Regions from separate parts of the Mus musculus genome. Here all the other regions are linked to region 2. Evidence: chromatin contacts called from public HiChIP or PLAC-seq and promoter capture Hi-C data. All regions are on one chromosome and are shown on one strand. Each heading gives the region's core, a stretch centred on a gene start, on an enhancer-like site or on the middle of the called end of the contact. The rest is flanking DNA. Distances are from core to core; before and after follow the strand shown. Region 1 has its middle 3.6 kb from the start of Gm32827. Region 2 holds the start of Ndufa12 (NADH:ubiquinone oxidoreductase subunit A12). Region 3 overlaps Vezt (vezatin, adherens junctions transmembrane protein). Region 4 has its middle 20 kb from the start of Mir331.

Evidence for each region. Promoter capture Hi-C pulls out the DNA fragments that hold promoters and counts their contacts. HiChIP or PLAC-seq counts read pairs in DNA pulled down with a chosen protein or histone mark.
Region 1: a promoter capture Hi-C map of hippocampal neurons shows a contact between it and region 2, with 2.5 times the contacts expected there. The contact joins the enhancer-like site here to the promoter of Ndufa12 in region 2. A contact is called at or near these places in 2 of 39 promoter capture datasets (hippocampal neurons and pre-B cells), 4 of 115 datasets of contacts at active chromatin or transcription factors (bone marrow-derived macrophages, large pre-B cells, microglia and 1 more) and 1 of 9 other capture datasets (pancreatic islet).
Region 3: a contact with region 2 is called in a promoter capture Hi-C map of liver. The contact joins the enhancer-like site here to the promoter of Ndufa12 in region 2. A contact is called at or near these places in 8 of 39 promoter capture datasets (the 3T3-L1 cell line, embryonic stem cells, frontonasal cranial neural crest and 4 more), 4 of 484 Hi-C or Micro-C datasets (Sertoli cells, bone marrow-derived macrophages, embryonic stem cells and 1 more), 2 of 115 datasets of contacts at active chromatin or transcription factors (astrocytes and bone marrow-derived macrophages) and 3 of 9 other capture datasets (adipose tissue, liver and macrophages).
Region 4: an H3K4me3 HiChIP or PLAC-seq map of bone marrow-derived macrophages shows a contact between it and region 2, with 4 times the contacts expected there. The contact joins the enhancer-like site here to the promoter of Ndufa12 in region 2. A contact is called at or near these places in 7 of 39 promoter capture datasets (the 3T3-L1 cell line, cranial neural crest, embryonic stem cells and 2 more), 2 of 484 Hi-C or Micro-C datasets (the N1E-115 cell line and nephron progenitors), 2 of 115 datasets of contacts at active chromatin or transcription factors (both in bone marrow-derived macrophages) and 1 of 9 other capture datasets (liver).

The regions. Positions count from the first base shown.
Region 1 is chr10:94,428,414-94,431,630 of GRCm38.p6, forward strand. It overlaps a transcript of Tmcc3 not described here. Among named protein-coding and RNA genes, the nearest start is that of Gm32827, 3.6 kb to the left of the region's middle. Within about 2 kb of position 1,953, at least 2 of the 459 cell types and tissues checked have an H3K27ac peak or open chromatin away from gene starts, as enhancers often do. A contact at or near this core is called in hippocampal neurons, where this site is marked.
Region 2 is chr10:94,197,528-94,201,130 of GRCm38.p6, forward strand. It overlaps Ndufa12 (NADH:ubiquinone oxidoreductase subunit A12), which reads left to right and starts at 1,508. Exons shown (of 4, transcript NM_025551.4): 1 at 1,508-1,603; 2 at 2,423-2,505. The coding sequence starts at 1,518.
Region 3 is chr10:94,008,760-94,012,268 of GRCm38.p6, forward strand. The region is part of intron 1 of Vezt (vezatin, adherens junctions transmembrane protein); the gene reads right to left. Among named protein-coding and RNA genes, the nearest start is that of Vezt, 25 kb to the right of the region's middle. Within about 2 kb of position 2,007, at least 7 of the 459 cell types and tissues checked have an H3K27ac peak or open chromatin away from gene starts, as enhancers often do. A contact at or near this core is called in astrocytes and liver, where this site is marked.
Region 4 is chr10:93,942,198-93,945,756 of GRCm38.p6, forward strand. No RefSeq gene overlaps it. Among named protein-coding and RNA genes, the nearest start is that of Mir331, 20 kb to the right of the region's middle. Within about 2 kb of position 2,239, at least 79 of the 459 cell types and tissues checked have an H3K27ac peak or open chromatin away from gene starts, as enhancers often do. A contact at or near this core is called in bone marrow-derived macrophages and liver, where this site is marked.

The sequences.
Region 1 (3,217 bases), core at 703-3,202, 230 kb after region 2:
TGATGTCTCTAAATAAAAGATCTGGTTTATGGCAGCCGCTCGTTTGTACTCCCTCGGTGGCTCCTCATGGCCGTTGGAAAGAAAGTCTCACACACGCTTTGATATATGATCTACAAAATGCTCCCCTGCCCTTCTATGTAATTTTATATTAGACCTTCATGAACCATTTATAGTTTCTAAATGTACCCTGCTCTCAGAGATCCAAACTGTAATATGGGGACTCTTATTCAGTTTGTCCTATTTAAAAAAAAAAAAAAAAAAAAAAAAAGCCTGCAATGCCCATGCTGGCACCAGATGGGGGCAGGCAGATCCCTGAAGATCATTGGCCAGCTGGCCCGGCCAAATTCATAAGCGTCAGGTTTGGTGAAAAATCCTGTCTCAAAAATAAAGGTGAGGAGCCGGAGAGCCAGCTCAGTGCTTAGGAGAGCCTGCTGCTCTGACAGAGGAGTTGGCTTCATTTCCCAGTGCCCACAGCTCATAACCACCTGTAACTCCAGCTCCTAGATACCTTCTATCATCTTCTTTCAGGCACACACACACACACACACACACACACACACACACACACACACACAGGCACAGATGCACATATGTGTACACACGCACACAGTCTTTTAAAAGAAATAGGCAAACACGGAGAGTAATTGAAGAAATTATATGACATTGACCTCTACACACATGCACAATACACATGTGCACATACAGTCACACATACACTTATATACCTATGCACTGGTTAATTTTATGTCAACTTAGCAGAAGCTATAGTCATCTGAGAGGAGGGAACCTTAATAAAACAAAACAAAACAAAACAAAACAAAACAAAACAAAACACTGCCTTTATAAGATTGGGCTGTAGGATGGTTTGGGCCACCCTTGGGCTAGTGGTCCTGGGTTCCATAAGAAAGCAGGCTGAGCAAGCCATGAAGAGCAAGCTAGTAACCACTACTCCTCCATGGCCTCTGCCAGGTTCTGCCTCCAGGTTCCTGCCTAGTTTGAGTTCCTGCTGTGACTTCCCTCAATGGACTATGGCATGTAAGCAAAATAAATCCCCAAGTTGCTTTTGATCATACATAGTATACATAGCAATATATGCTATGTCATGGTATCTCAACGTAGCAATAGTAACCATAACTGGGACAACTCACATGAACATGTATATCCACCTTATAACAATACACAACAAGTGTGTGTATGTATACACAAATGTATGTATATACATATATATATGTATGTATGTATATACACATACATGTATGTGTGTGGATATATATATATATATATATATATATATATATATATATATATATCTCCAAGGGAAGGCTTAACTGGGGACCAAAGAGCCAGAAGGTGCTGATAACATAATTGAACATGATCTAAAGGCAGCCGATCACATGCCTGTCTGTGTTCCATACGGCAATCTCCTGCCTCTTGGGTGGAGCTAGAAACAGCTGAGCTGTCTCCACAGTGGGCAGGTTCTAGATCAACTTACCCATCTTTCACTGGTCTTTGCCAAGGTGTCTGAAATGGGGAGTTCTTGTATGTAAGGCTGGAGAAGGACACGTGTGTGCCGTGTGGGAACAAACTCAGGATTCAGCTGGTGGAAGAGAAGGTGGAGTGTGTGTGCCCCAGAACAACCGGCAGCCTCGGCGGCCATCCTGCTTTGGCATCCCATGCTGGTCCACATTTCATGGTGCAACAGACTGGTTGCTTCCTGGTACCCACACACATTGCTAATTGTGGAGGATGCTCAGTCTCTATGGTGACGTTGCCTAAGGTTCAGACTCTCAAGTATAACCTTCTGTCCTGGATGCTCTGTTGGGAACGTTTGGTTGCAAACCACAGAAAAGTCCAAGAACAGTGACTGAAACAAGCAGGGGTGTATTTCTCTAACGTGATGGCAGATCTGGAGATAGGCTAGTTCAGATCCTCATCAGAGCCACTCAACACTCTGGTTTCCGTTGTCATGGTAATACCAGGTGGCTTAAGTCCCAGCCATTGGGTCTATGTTGAAAGGGGTGGGAAGAGCTTTCCTCATCAACTGTATCTTCTTTTATTAGGAAATAACAAAACAGATGTTTACTCGGGTTTATTTTTTTCCTTCACCAGAACCATCGTACATGGCCATCGGCAACTTCAAGGGGGCCGAGAAGAGTATATTGAACAAGGCATATTAGCATCCTGAATAAAATCGGGATGATGTTAATGAGAAAAGAAGGAATGAAGGTTAGTGAACCCCACCCTCAGGGGTCCTCCATATTCCCACCAGCCGGCTGAGTACTTGCCCTGTTTACTGCTGCGAAAATCCCCTTAGCACTGCTCTTTCCTCTTTCCGCTCTTGACATTCAAATGCACTCCACCACTCTTCTACAAACCACTTTCAGCTAAGTGCAGCTCTCACTGGATAACCTTGACTCTGAGCAGCGGGGGCAAGGGATTGGTGGGATTGTATTCTGAAAAAAAAAAAACGCAAAAAAAAAAAAACATAAAACAGTCTCTCCTATTAGTTTTTCCACTCTTGAGCAATTTAATCAGACACTTATAATGTGTATGCAGATTGGGCTAATCTTCTGCTAATCACAATCGTGAGCCTGGGTGGGCGTGTTCAATGTGTCAGTGACTGGCTATGTACATGGAGACCCTGTTCCTCTCTTTAATGGTTATATTGGCAATCCTTCTCGATAGTTCAGTTTTATGATACAAATTTACTGGGATTAAACTCAAGCAGCTCATGTAAAATTAATTTTCGTTCCACTTCGGTTCCGATCACTAATTGGTTGAAGCCCAGTGCACAGTTCTCTCTCTGCTACCCTCCTGGTCCTTGGTTAGTAACACTTGCTGTTTTGATTTTGCTCTCTACTGCAACTGTGTGTGCTCGAAGGATGTGAATCGTGTCTGCCTTGACTACTATCTGTTTACTAAGGGCCTGGCCCAAGTAAGCACCAGTTAATTTTTTTATTTGCCACATCAGCTTGTATTAATAATCCAAATGGTAACCAATAAGTAATGTAAAAATAAATGAGATTAATGTGTGTGTATGGATGTATGTGAGTGTATACATACGGGTGTGTGTGTGTGTGTGCATGCACGCCCACTGAGCAAGCTCATGTGTGTATACTGCAGAGCTACAGCAGCTAACAGGAATACCAGTTATCAAATAGAAATCTGGGTCCTTACTATAGAAGAGAAAAAACATATATTACATACATGTATCCAA
Region 2 (3,603 bases), core at 258-2,757:
CGATTTGAATAAGTACATAAAGCATAGAGAATATGATTTAACTAGTTTACTGTTACATCTGTGTAACAGTACATTTACATGTACATATACATATAAAATGTAGTCAAGAAGCAAGAGCATCAAGTCTAGGTAATAGTTGGGAAGGGAGGAGGAAGGTGCAAACGGGGAAGGATATAGAAGGGGCTTCAAAACTATTGGCAGTATGTCAAGCATCAAGGTTTTGCGGTTAGCCACCCCAAACCTACCAGTTAGAAGTGTGCATTTTCACATGAATGTATAATACAGACAGAGGTGGTCAGGGACAACCTATCTCCATTCAGTCAGAACAGGGGTCTGGCAGAAATCATGGGTTTAAATCTCTGTAGTCACTGAGTATTAGTGGCTGTTAGCTGGGACTTGCAGTGGGACAGAATCTGGGCATGGCCAGAGTCTCTCTGTTCTGCTCCTTACTGCCTACTGGCTGTGTTCTAAGGGAAAGAGCTGGAGGCCAATTTGCCTTCTATCCTGCTATCAGAAGTCTCCTGTGACTCCCCTGCATTCTAGTCATCAAAAAACATACATATTGTGAGGAATATGTAAAGACACACAGGGCTTGGAAACAATATGCAAATAACGCAAAATATTTTTAAAATGAAATTAAGAATATTAGCTGCTCTTGCCAAGGACCTGGGTTTGATCTTAGCCTACCTTGCAAGCGTGAGAAAAGAAGTTACAGCTCAGAGCCCATGTAGAAAATTCGGGTATGGTGGCACCTTTGTAGACTCAGTTCCAGGGATGTGGAGGCAGGTGTATTCCCGAGGTTCGCAATCTGGCCAGCCTTGTCGACTTGACACTTAACTATTTTTAATCTTTAATTTTATTAATCCTAGTTTCTTCTTTCTTTTCTTTTCTTTTTCTTTTTTATGGCTAGGGGTTTGCCAGTATTGTTTATTTATTTTATTATTTTGTAAAGCACTAACTCTGTGATGAAGTCTACCTAGTGTCTGTGCTTACACCTTGCAACAATAAAATAACAAATCCTTCAGGTATTTTACTTAATCTTATTCTTTGCAATTCTTCATCACTCATCTACCAGCATACCGACGCTTAATGAATTCAAAATCATACGCACTCTGTATTAAATGTACAATACCGCTGTGGGGTCAGTAATGCATTTCTTAGCTTCTAGTGCTATAAGGAATTTTTGGAATGTGCGTCATCGTTGTCTGGAGGAAGAAACTTATTTCGACAGGAGAAACTCCCATCTGGGAAAGCTTTGCTTGGCGTACTTCTCCCCGCAGGGTCGCTTTCTGGGTACAGCCTCCGAAAACATTAATTTCACCTTTAGGAAGACACCAACCTGTACTGTAAAACCCCAGATAATCCTCCCTGCGCGACCTCCAGCTCTGCGCCTGCGTAGAACGACCTCCGCGGCCGGTTGACGAGCAGGAACCTCCAAACGGTGGCGCCTTGAGTATCTCGTCTTCCGCCCGGCGGGTTTTACCCGAACACGGAAGGGGCGGACCATGCAGATGAGAATGGAGCTGGTGGAGGTCCTGAAGCGCGGCGTGCAGCAGGTCACCGGCCACGGCGGCCTGCGGGGCCTCCTACGGGTTTTCTTCAGGTAGGAGGCCAGGGCTAGACCCTGGGTCTCTGGGGACGCACCTCCGCTGGCTGCTTTCCTGGAAAGGAGCTCAGATTAGATCACTTTGGAGGTCCAGGGATCCGGTCAAGGACAAGTTCAGTCCCAAGAGTTGAGTTCCTTGGACTGAGACGTCTCTGGGCCCTACTCAGCCCCTAGTGGCGGAGCTGTGACGCAGGTGCTAGGGTAGCCGGGATGCTCCGGGCTCGAGTCCTGGGGTGTAATGAGGCTTAGCATAGCAACCCCTCTACCCCTCACGGTGACCTTGGGCAAGTTTTCCTCTGCACTGTGTACAGTAAGAAGTTGAAGGTGGCGATCATGCTAGTCCCGATTAGCCCCATAAATCGCAGCAAATCCGGAGGACCAGTGAATAATCCAGGGGACACTCGTAATACGAAGATGATGAAGTACTTTGACTGCCTGAAGGTTTTGCTAACTTAGTGTCTCAGGGTGCACGTATCTACATACGTGGACCGTAGCTGGAAAGTAGTGTTTTATATGCAATCTAAGCACATCAGTTGTTTGGTTGATTACCCCCCCCACACACACACACCTGTCTGCATGCTGCTGGGACAACACAGGAGACTCCAGAGCTCTTTGCCAGAAAGTTAATTCGTGAGCGTTGAGTGGCAAGAGCCTTCGGCTGAAGGCTAGAGGTGTACAAGCAGCGAGCATCCCCCGTAGCATCTCGTTCTTGTGTCGATGCAGAAACAGTCGGTGGTACGGTCTGTTTCTGGGTTTGTCTTGAACAGTGTGAATCATTCTGAGATGCCTTTTTTTTCCTCTGTGTACTTCTTAAAGGGCAAATGATATAAGGATTGGTACACTGGTGGGAGAAGACAAATATGGAAATAAATACTACGAAGACAACAAGCAATTTTTTGGTGAGTGCAGTATTTTCTTTTTCTTTTATTTTTTTAAGATTTATTTTATTATTATATGTAAGTACACTGTAGCTGTCTTCAGACACCCCTGAAGAGGGTGTCAGATCTTGTTACAAATGGTTGTGAGCCACCATGTGGTTGCTGGGGTTTGAACTCAGGACCTCTGGAAGAGCAGTCGGTGCTCTTAACCGCTGAGCCATCTCTCCAGCCCAGTATTTATAGATTTTGTGTGTGTGTGTGTGTGTGTGTGTGTGTGTGTGTGTGTGTGTGTGTGTGTATAAATGGATGGGGTTAGGATTCAGAGTCTAGTTTTGACATCATGCATGAACAGATACTAAGTGACTTGGAACGGAAAACTCAATAGGAAATTTAAAACGTGGGCAGAGGGGATGGCTCAGCCAGTTTGGGCACCTGCCACCATACATAGTGACCTGAAGTACACCCTTCAACGACCCCAGACCTCATCTTTCAGGTGAAGAAGCCAAGCCATCTATCACCTCATACTATTCTGTAGAGGTGTGTAAGCCAGACTTATGTGGCTGCAAGTTGGTGCCCCAGACGTTTGCATCTTATTCTGTAACATTTTCTTTTTTTTTTTTTTTTTTTTTTTTTTTTTTTTTTTTTTTTTGAGACAGGGTTTCTCTGTGTAGCCCTGGCTGTCCTGGAACTCACTCTGTAGACCAGGCTGGCCTCGAACTCAGAAATCCGCCTGCCTCTGCCTCCCAAGTGCTGGGACTAAAGGCGTGCACCACCACCGCCCGGCCAACCATAACATTTTAAACACAAACCACAGAACTTTAAGCTTTGGTCAGATTTTAAGTAATCTGAGCTGGAGCATCGTGGCTCCTGTGGTCCAAGTACTCTGAAGGCAGGGGCAAGAGAATTGCCAAAGGTCTGAGGCTAGCCAGGATAGCCTGGACTGCATAGAAACCCTATCAAACAAAACCCCAAAAACAGGTTTTCATAGATGACGCAGCCAAACCTTGAGGAAATGTCTTCGCCAAAGAGACTTGATCATATGACAGAAATGGCAACAGAGCCCCAGGGAGATATTCTTTCTACTCAGTATTTTGTTGTTAGGAATTAAAGTAACTTTCC
Region 3 (3,509 bases), core at 757-3,256, 190 kb before region 2:
GGGTGAGTAGACAAGTGTTTGACTTCTCCCCAGAAAAAGTTTGTTATGCAATACCAAGTCATCCCAATTCCATTAAACAGAAACACACTGTTACTATCAGATGAAATCTATGGAGGAAGTTACCTTAGATGAGTAGCAAATACACACACACACACACACACACACACACACATATATAAAACAAATAAACTTTGAGGTGGGTAGAGAAAAGGCCCAGCAGTTAAGAGCACTTGTGTTCTTGCAGAGGACCAAGGTTTGGCTCCAGCACCCACTGTGGCAGTTCATAACTGTCCATAACTAACTCCAGTTCTTGGGGATCTGACACCCTCTTTTCTCCTCCACAGGCACCAAGCATGCACTTGGTAAACAGACAGTCATGTAAAACATCCATACACAAAAAATAAACACATTTTTTAAAAGCCTTGATTCCATTCCATGAGATACGCAAATCTTTTTTTTTTTTTGTTTTGTTTTGTTTTTTGGGTTTTTTTGTTTGTTTGTTTGTTTGAGACAGAGTTTCTCTGTTTAGCCCTGGCTGTCCTGGAACTCACTCTGTAGACCAGGCTGGCTTCGAACTCAGAAATCCACCTGCCTCTGCCTCCCAAGTGCTGGGATTAAAGGCGTGGGCCACCACTGCCCAGCTGAGATACCCATCTTAAAAAGGCGCATGCCTTTAATCCTAGCACTTGGGAGGCAGAGGCAGGTGGATTTCTGAGATTGAGGCCAGCCTGGTCTACAGAGTGAGTTCCAGGACAGCCAGAGCTACACAGAGAAACCCTGTCTGGAAAAAAAAAAAACAAAAACAACAACAAAAAAAAACCTGTCAATCAGTGTTAGAGACACAGCTCCAAAACCAGCAACAGAGCTGCCAGCTAAAGTAGGGAAGAGAGACACAAACTCTCCAAATGCACTCTAGTTTACTCAGCAACAGCAAAGGATGGAAATCTTGGGTGCTCATGTGCCATGGTGGACATTCTCAGAGGGTCAGGGCAAGGAAAGAGCTTTTTGTTTTTGTTTTTTTAAAGATTTATTTATTTATTTTATGTATATGAGTACACCACTGCTCTCTTCAGACACACCAGAAGAGGGCATCAGATCCCATCACAGATGGTTGTGAGCCACCATGTGGTTGCTGGGAATTGAACTCAGGACCTCCGGAAGAGCAGTCATTGCTCTTAACTGCTGAGCCATCCCTCCAGCTCAAGGAAATGTTTTTAAGGGCCAAATGAACCACTGGCTCAGGGGCAGGTGGAAGGAGCTAATTTTTTTCATTGGAGCTCTGGCTGTTGCTACTGGAGGGTCTGTATAGAACTGACAGAGCCAGAAAACGTCCTTTTAGGGCATAGCCCTCTTTGGCAGTAACTGTTACTGTCAGGCATGCGCCTGGCAGACAAAGGAGCTCCAGGAAAGGTTTGACTTGGGTTTGCATGAGTCACTCATTTGCTACAGACAACTTTGACACAACAAACTTTGTGACAAAACCTTAAGTATCTGACTTGTCCTATCTCACTGACTGCTCTATGGGGCATTCTCAATGTATCATTATTAATGTTATTCCCTTATCTAGATGATACAACATATCTACTCAGCCAGAAGGATGGGACTGAATAAAGAATTTGACCACAAAGCCAACACTCTGAAATATTACAGTAAATGAGCACTGAGAAACATTTTATTAGCTCTCTAAATCAGTCAGTCTCAACCTTTAGACCGTGACCCCTTTGGGGGTTGAATGACCCTTCTACAGGGGTTACCCAAGACCTTAGGGAGATGCAAATATTTACACTACAATTCAAAACAGAAGCAAAATTACAATTATGAAGTAGCAATGAAAATAATTTTATGTTGGGAGTCACCACAACATGAGGAACTGTATTAAAGGGTTGCAACATTAGAAAGGTTGGGAACCACTGGTCTAAATGAAGACGACACTAAAGAAGCTTTATCCAGAGAAAACAGACAATTACAGAACTGTGTGAGATGTTATGCAAACAGGAGAGATGCCTAACTTAGCGTCAGTTTCCTTTGGATTCTATTCTTGAGTTCTGAATGTGATGGAACCCAGTGTGCAAGACTGGGAACATGAGACAAAGGCTTTTTCATTTCACTTTTAAGAAAAATATCTTAAACAGTATAAAGAAAAGGGTTTCTTATTTCCTTATTCAACTGTTAAATTTCCAACAGTACATATGGTTAATTTTCTTTGATGCAAGGGCTTTCTAATACAGCACTAGCTGGTGGGCCTAGAACTCCCTAGTGCTAGAATATGAGCATGCACCATCACACTCACCTTCAGCTGTCACTGGCTTTGTAGTGTGTGCTTTTTTATGAAGACAGGGTCTCCTGTAGCACAGACTGGCCTGAACTTGCTATAGAGAAAAGAATGACCTTGACCCTCCTGCTGTTTCCGGTAGTTTGTGTGTTGGGAACAGAACCCAGTGACAGGCAAGCACTTTATCAACTAAGCTATAACTCCAACTTCCAAATGGTTCCTTTTAAAATCGCCTATACTGTTTATTGAAAGAGTGCTTTTCAAGTTGAGCTATGAGCCCTACTCTGCTTTGACTTCAGGGTGCCAAAAGAACACTAGCATATTGTTTGGCTTCATCTTTTGAAAAGTTTATATATTAAAAAAACAAAACCCCTAACTTGTTTTTAGAACCTTTTCTTCACAAGAACTCCCAGGGGCAAGAATAATAAATAAGATGGATCAAAGTGCAGTTACTCTAGAGTTGCAGGCCATATGGTCTCTGGTAGAAGAGTCAAGCCCAATGCTTCAGAGTGAAAGCAATCAGAAACAATGGACACAAACCCAGGAGTGTGGTTATGACCCAACAGAACTTTATCCACAGGGAAATCAGGAATTCCTGCCACTTTCATGTTACAGAATAGAATCATTTTGATACTTTCTCTGATAATTTAAAAAAGGAAAACCATTCTTTGTACAGCAGTCCTTACAAAAAACAAGATGGAGAGAATCTGGCCCAATGGCCCTAACTTACTGCCTCCTCTGCCAGTTATAGTCTCTGCTGAGACCAGCTTTTCTTCTGAGAAGAAGCTTAGCGGGTGGGAGAGAGGACACATCTATAGATGAAATTCCTAGAGTTTCCTATTATATACTTCATTTTTGTGGTTTTCTACTTGTGATTGGCAGTGCAAATCATACCACTTCTGCTCACATATGAACCCAGATCCTGCACGAACACCAAGGCTCTACTCTTTATATTTATCACAGCATTCTAGATTGCAGCTTTATTTTTACTTTTATGCTTCAGTAACTTCTGAGCCAAAAGAAAATATAAAATTCAAATAATAACATACAATTGAAAAGACACCGTTTTTGGTGTAACTGAATGTTAGCCAAGATGAACTGGCCCAGATAGACCTTGTAGCATGGTTTGAAAACACAGAAAACATTTTTTAGTGAAATTATTATTTTACATTAATTTTTTAAAAAAAGATGTATTTTTAAATTTATGTGTATGTGTGTGTGTGTGTGCTTGCTTGAG
Region 4 (3,559 bases), core at 989-3,488, 250 kb before region 2:
GTGCCAGATATTTTGTTAGAATAACCCAAAATGGATTAAAACAGGTCTATAATATGATGGATTCTGGATATGTACAGTACTTGTATATTATCACCCAGATGAAGATATAGATGATTTCCAGGCCTGGAAAAAAAAAAAACCTCCTTCTCTCCCCTCCCTTCTCAGTAAACAATCTATTAAACTAGTCAAGCCCAGGAAATCATATTCTGTTTCCTTTGCATGCATAAATTAGCTTTGTCTGTTTTAGATGGTTGAATACTCTAAAAAAACACAAAGTATAACTCCCTCTACCATAGAATATGAGCAGTGAAAGCTACCCATCTTCCAATATTCTCTAGTGCTGTGCCTATGGCAGGCACCACTAATACATTTTTCTTTTCAACTGAGTCCGATGTGGATCCTGAAAGCCTCTTCTGCTCTGAGCGGCTCTACCAGTTGAACTCAGTAGCTGTGTGCAAAGCCTTAGGATTTTCTCAATGTCTTTATCACTCTGACTTCCTCCCCGGCAAACATTCAATCGCTTCTGCTCATATGGGGGCCTTTGTTGTCTCCCACGTCATCTCTATCTGGTTTTATTGCTTCTGGTCTTGGTCCCTCCAATATTTCCTACTTATTTATTTTTTTTATATCTTTCTTTTTTTTTAATTAGGTATTTTCCTCGTTTACATTTTCAATGCTATCCCAAAGGTCCCCCATACCCACCCCCCCAATCCCCTACCCACCCACTCCCCCTTTTTGGCCCTGGCGTTCCCCTGTACTGGGGCATATAAAGTTTGCAAGTCCAATGGGCCTCTCTTTGCAGTGATGGCCGACTAGGCCATCTTTTGATACATATGCAGCTAGAGACAAGAGCTCCGGGGTACTGGTTAGTTCATATTGTTGTTCCACCTATAGGGTTGCAGTTCCCTTTAGCTCCTTGGGTAATTTCTCTAGCTCCTCCATTGGGGGCCGTGTGACCCATCCAATAGCTGACTGTGATCATCCACTTCTGTGTTTGCTAGGCCCCGGCATAGTCTCACAAGAGAGAGCTATATCTGGGTCCTTTCAGCAAAATCTTGCTAGTGTATGCAATGGTGTTAGCATTTGGAAGTTGATTATGGGATGGATCCCTGGATATGGCAATCACTAGATGGTCCATCCTTTCGTCACAGCTTCAAATTTTGTCTCTGTAACTCCTTCCATGGGTGTTTTGTTCCCATTACAGGGTGTTCTTGTAGGGATAATCTCTTATGCATTTGTAAAAACACCATTTGTCAATAAAAAAATTGCTAGCCAATTAGTTTTGAGGCAGGATTAGAACGTGGGACATCTGGCGGGGGCGGGGGGGGGAGAGACTAATTCTGGGAAATAGTCATGTGGGAGGATTTGCCACTCGGGCTCGGAGGAAGTCGGTCTTATGAACTGAGGAGAGGTAACCAGCCATTTGGCAGACATAGAATAATAGGATGATTGAGTTGCGAGCTAGTCGGGGAACAAGCCTAGCTTAAGGCCTAGGTCTTTATTAATAAATAATAAGCCTGCAAGTTCTTTTTTTTTCCCATTTTTTATCAGGTATTTAGCTCATTTACACTTCCAATGCTATACCAAAAGTCCCCCATATCCACCCACCCCCACTCCCCTGCCCACCCACTCCCCCCCCCTTGGCCCTGGTGTTCCCCTGCACTGGGGCACACAAAGCCCGCAAGTCCAATGGGCCTCCCCTTCCAGTGATGGCCGACCAGGCCATCCTTTGATATATATGCAGCCAGAGTCAAGAGCTCCGGGGCACTGGCTAGTTCATAATGTTGCTCCACCCATAGGGTAAGCCTGCAAGTTCTTATTCAGGAACTGGGACATGGGTGGAAAAGACCACAGTTACGTGTTCTTTAAACACACGGACATGACCGTGCCGTTCTCCTACTTAGCCTCTACAGCAGTGGTTCTTAACCCTTTTAATGCTGCAACCCTTTAATACAGTTCCTCATGGTGTGGTGCTCCACCCCCCATAAGAATCATTTCATTACTACTTCATAACTGTAATTGTCTTACTGTTATGAATTGTAATGTTAGTATCTCATATGCAGTTCCTGAAGGGGTTGTGACACACAGACTGAGAACTGCTGCTCTAAGACCTTCCCTTTGGATCCAGTGGAAGTTCCCACTGCTTGGCTCCCACGCTAACCCCAGAACTATGCTGAGGGGTGAATCAGAGCTTGAAAGGCTTGCCCTTCATCAGACTAAGCCTGCAAACGCCAAAGGCCTGGAGTCTGGCAAAGCACCAGCTGCTCCTGGTGAGTTGTCTTTAGGGCGCTGCCCTCGGGGAGCCCTAAATAGCTTCCTGGGAGTGTGTCATCGTTTGTTTATGGGTCTGGTGGCCCTGTCTGAAACCTAGTAGGGAAAAATACCATGTCTTTGAATGAATGAGAAGCTAGAAAGCTTGACTTCCCACAAGGATTTCCTGGTCGCTCCCCCCCCCCCCCCTTCACACACCAGAACGATTTGCATCTGCCTGGGCTTCTCCTTCCCTTTGCCTACTCATACAGAGCAAAACTCAAGACTGCACAGCCCACCTTAGGAGTCGGCACGGACATTACTGGAGTGACGCAGGTCAGGTCTCACTTTTAAGAAGTGCATGCACATAAGCTAGCGAGGAAATAGCCATTTCCAACCAAGTAGAACCACTCCGTAAGTAAAATAGCCTCATCCAAGTTTCTAGAGAGGGCAAAGCTAACATACAGTGACAGATAGGCCAAACTGTGGGACTAATAGATGCCCACGATGGGTCAGGAGCTGAAGCAAGCGCGGTTTCCTTGCTGGACATTTCTAGTCATTTTATGAGTTCCGTATCCCTTAAAAGAAACAAACAAACAAAATAGGATATTTGTTTCATTTCTTACATTACACAAGTAAAGTAATATATAGTATTCCCTTAGGTAAAACTATGAAAATGTGTATTAATCAGTCAATCCCCTTTTTGTAAGTAAGAGAAGCAGAGTAATTTGCCTGAGGCCACACAGGCAAGTAGTGGAACCCAGGTTTGAACTCCGGCTGCTTTCAAAGTTCACAGTTTACTTCACTAGGCTATTTTACTTGAGGAGTGATTCACTAATGATCACCCAGCTCCTGTCAGCCTATTAGACCCTGGGAATCTTGGCAGAGGAGATGGTTGAGAGGAAACACACATCCTGGTTAAGTTGTACTCACCTGACATCTAGATCCAAGGCTTCTCAGCTGAATGAAGTTAGTTTAGTTCCTGACAGGGGGAAAGTGGACAACTCACCCACTCCTGACCCTCTGAAACAACCAGGTTCCTATTTAAACCCTGGCTGTCAAGCCGAGAGAAGGTTTACACTTCAGCCTGCTGAACTGTCTCTCTGTCCACTGGGTGACAGTGTTGATCCATTGGAAATAAACGTGTCTTGTCCTTGAGCCAGAAAACTCCAGGCCCCTAAAAAGGGAAGACTGCAGGCAGATGGTGTTTGGAGGGTCAGCTGGATAGGCACAGCTTCATGTCGGCTCTTAGAATGAGGCCGAATGGATTTATGTTGTAACTTTCAGTGGAAAATGTGTGTGTGTGTGT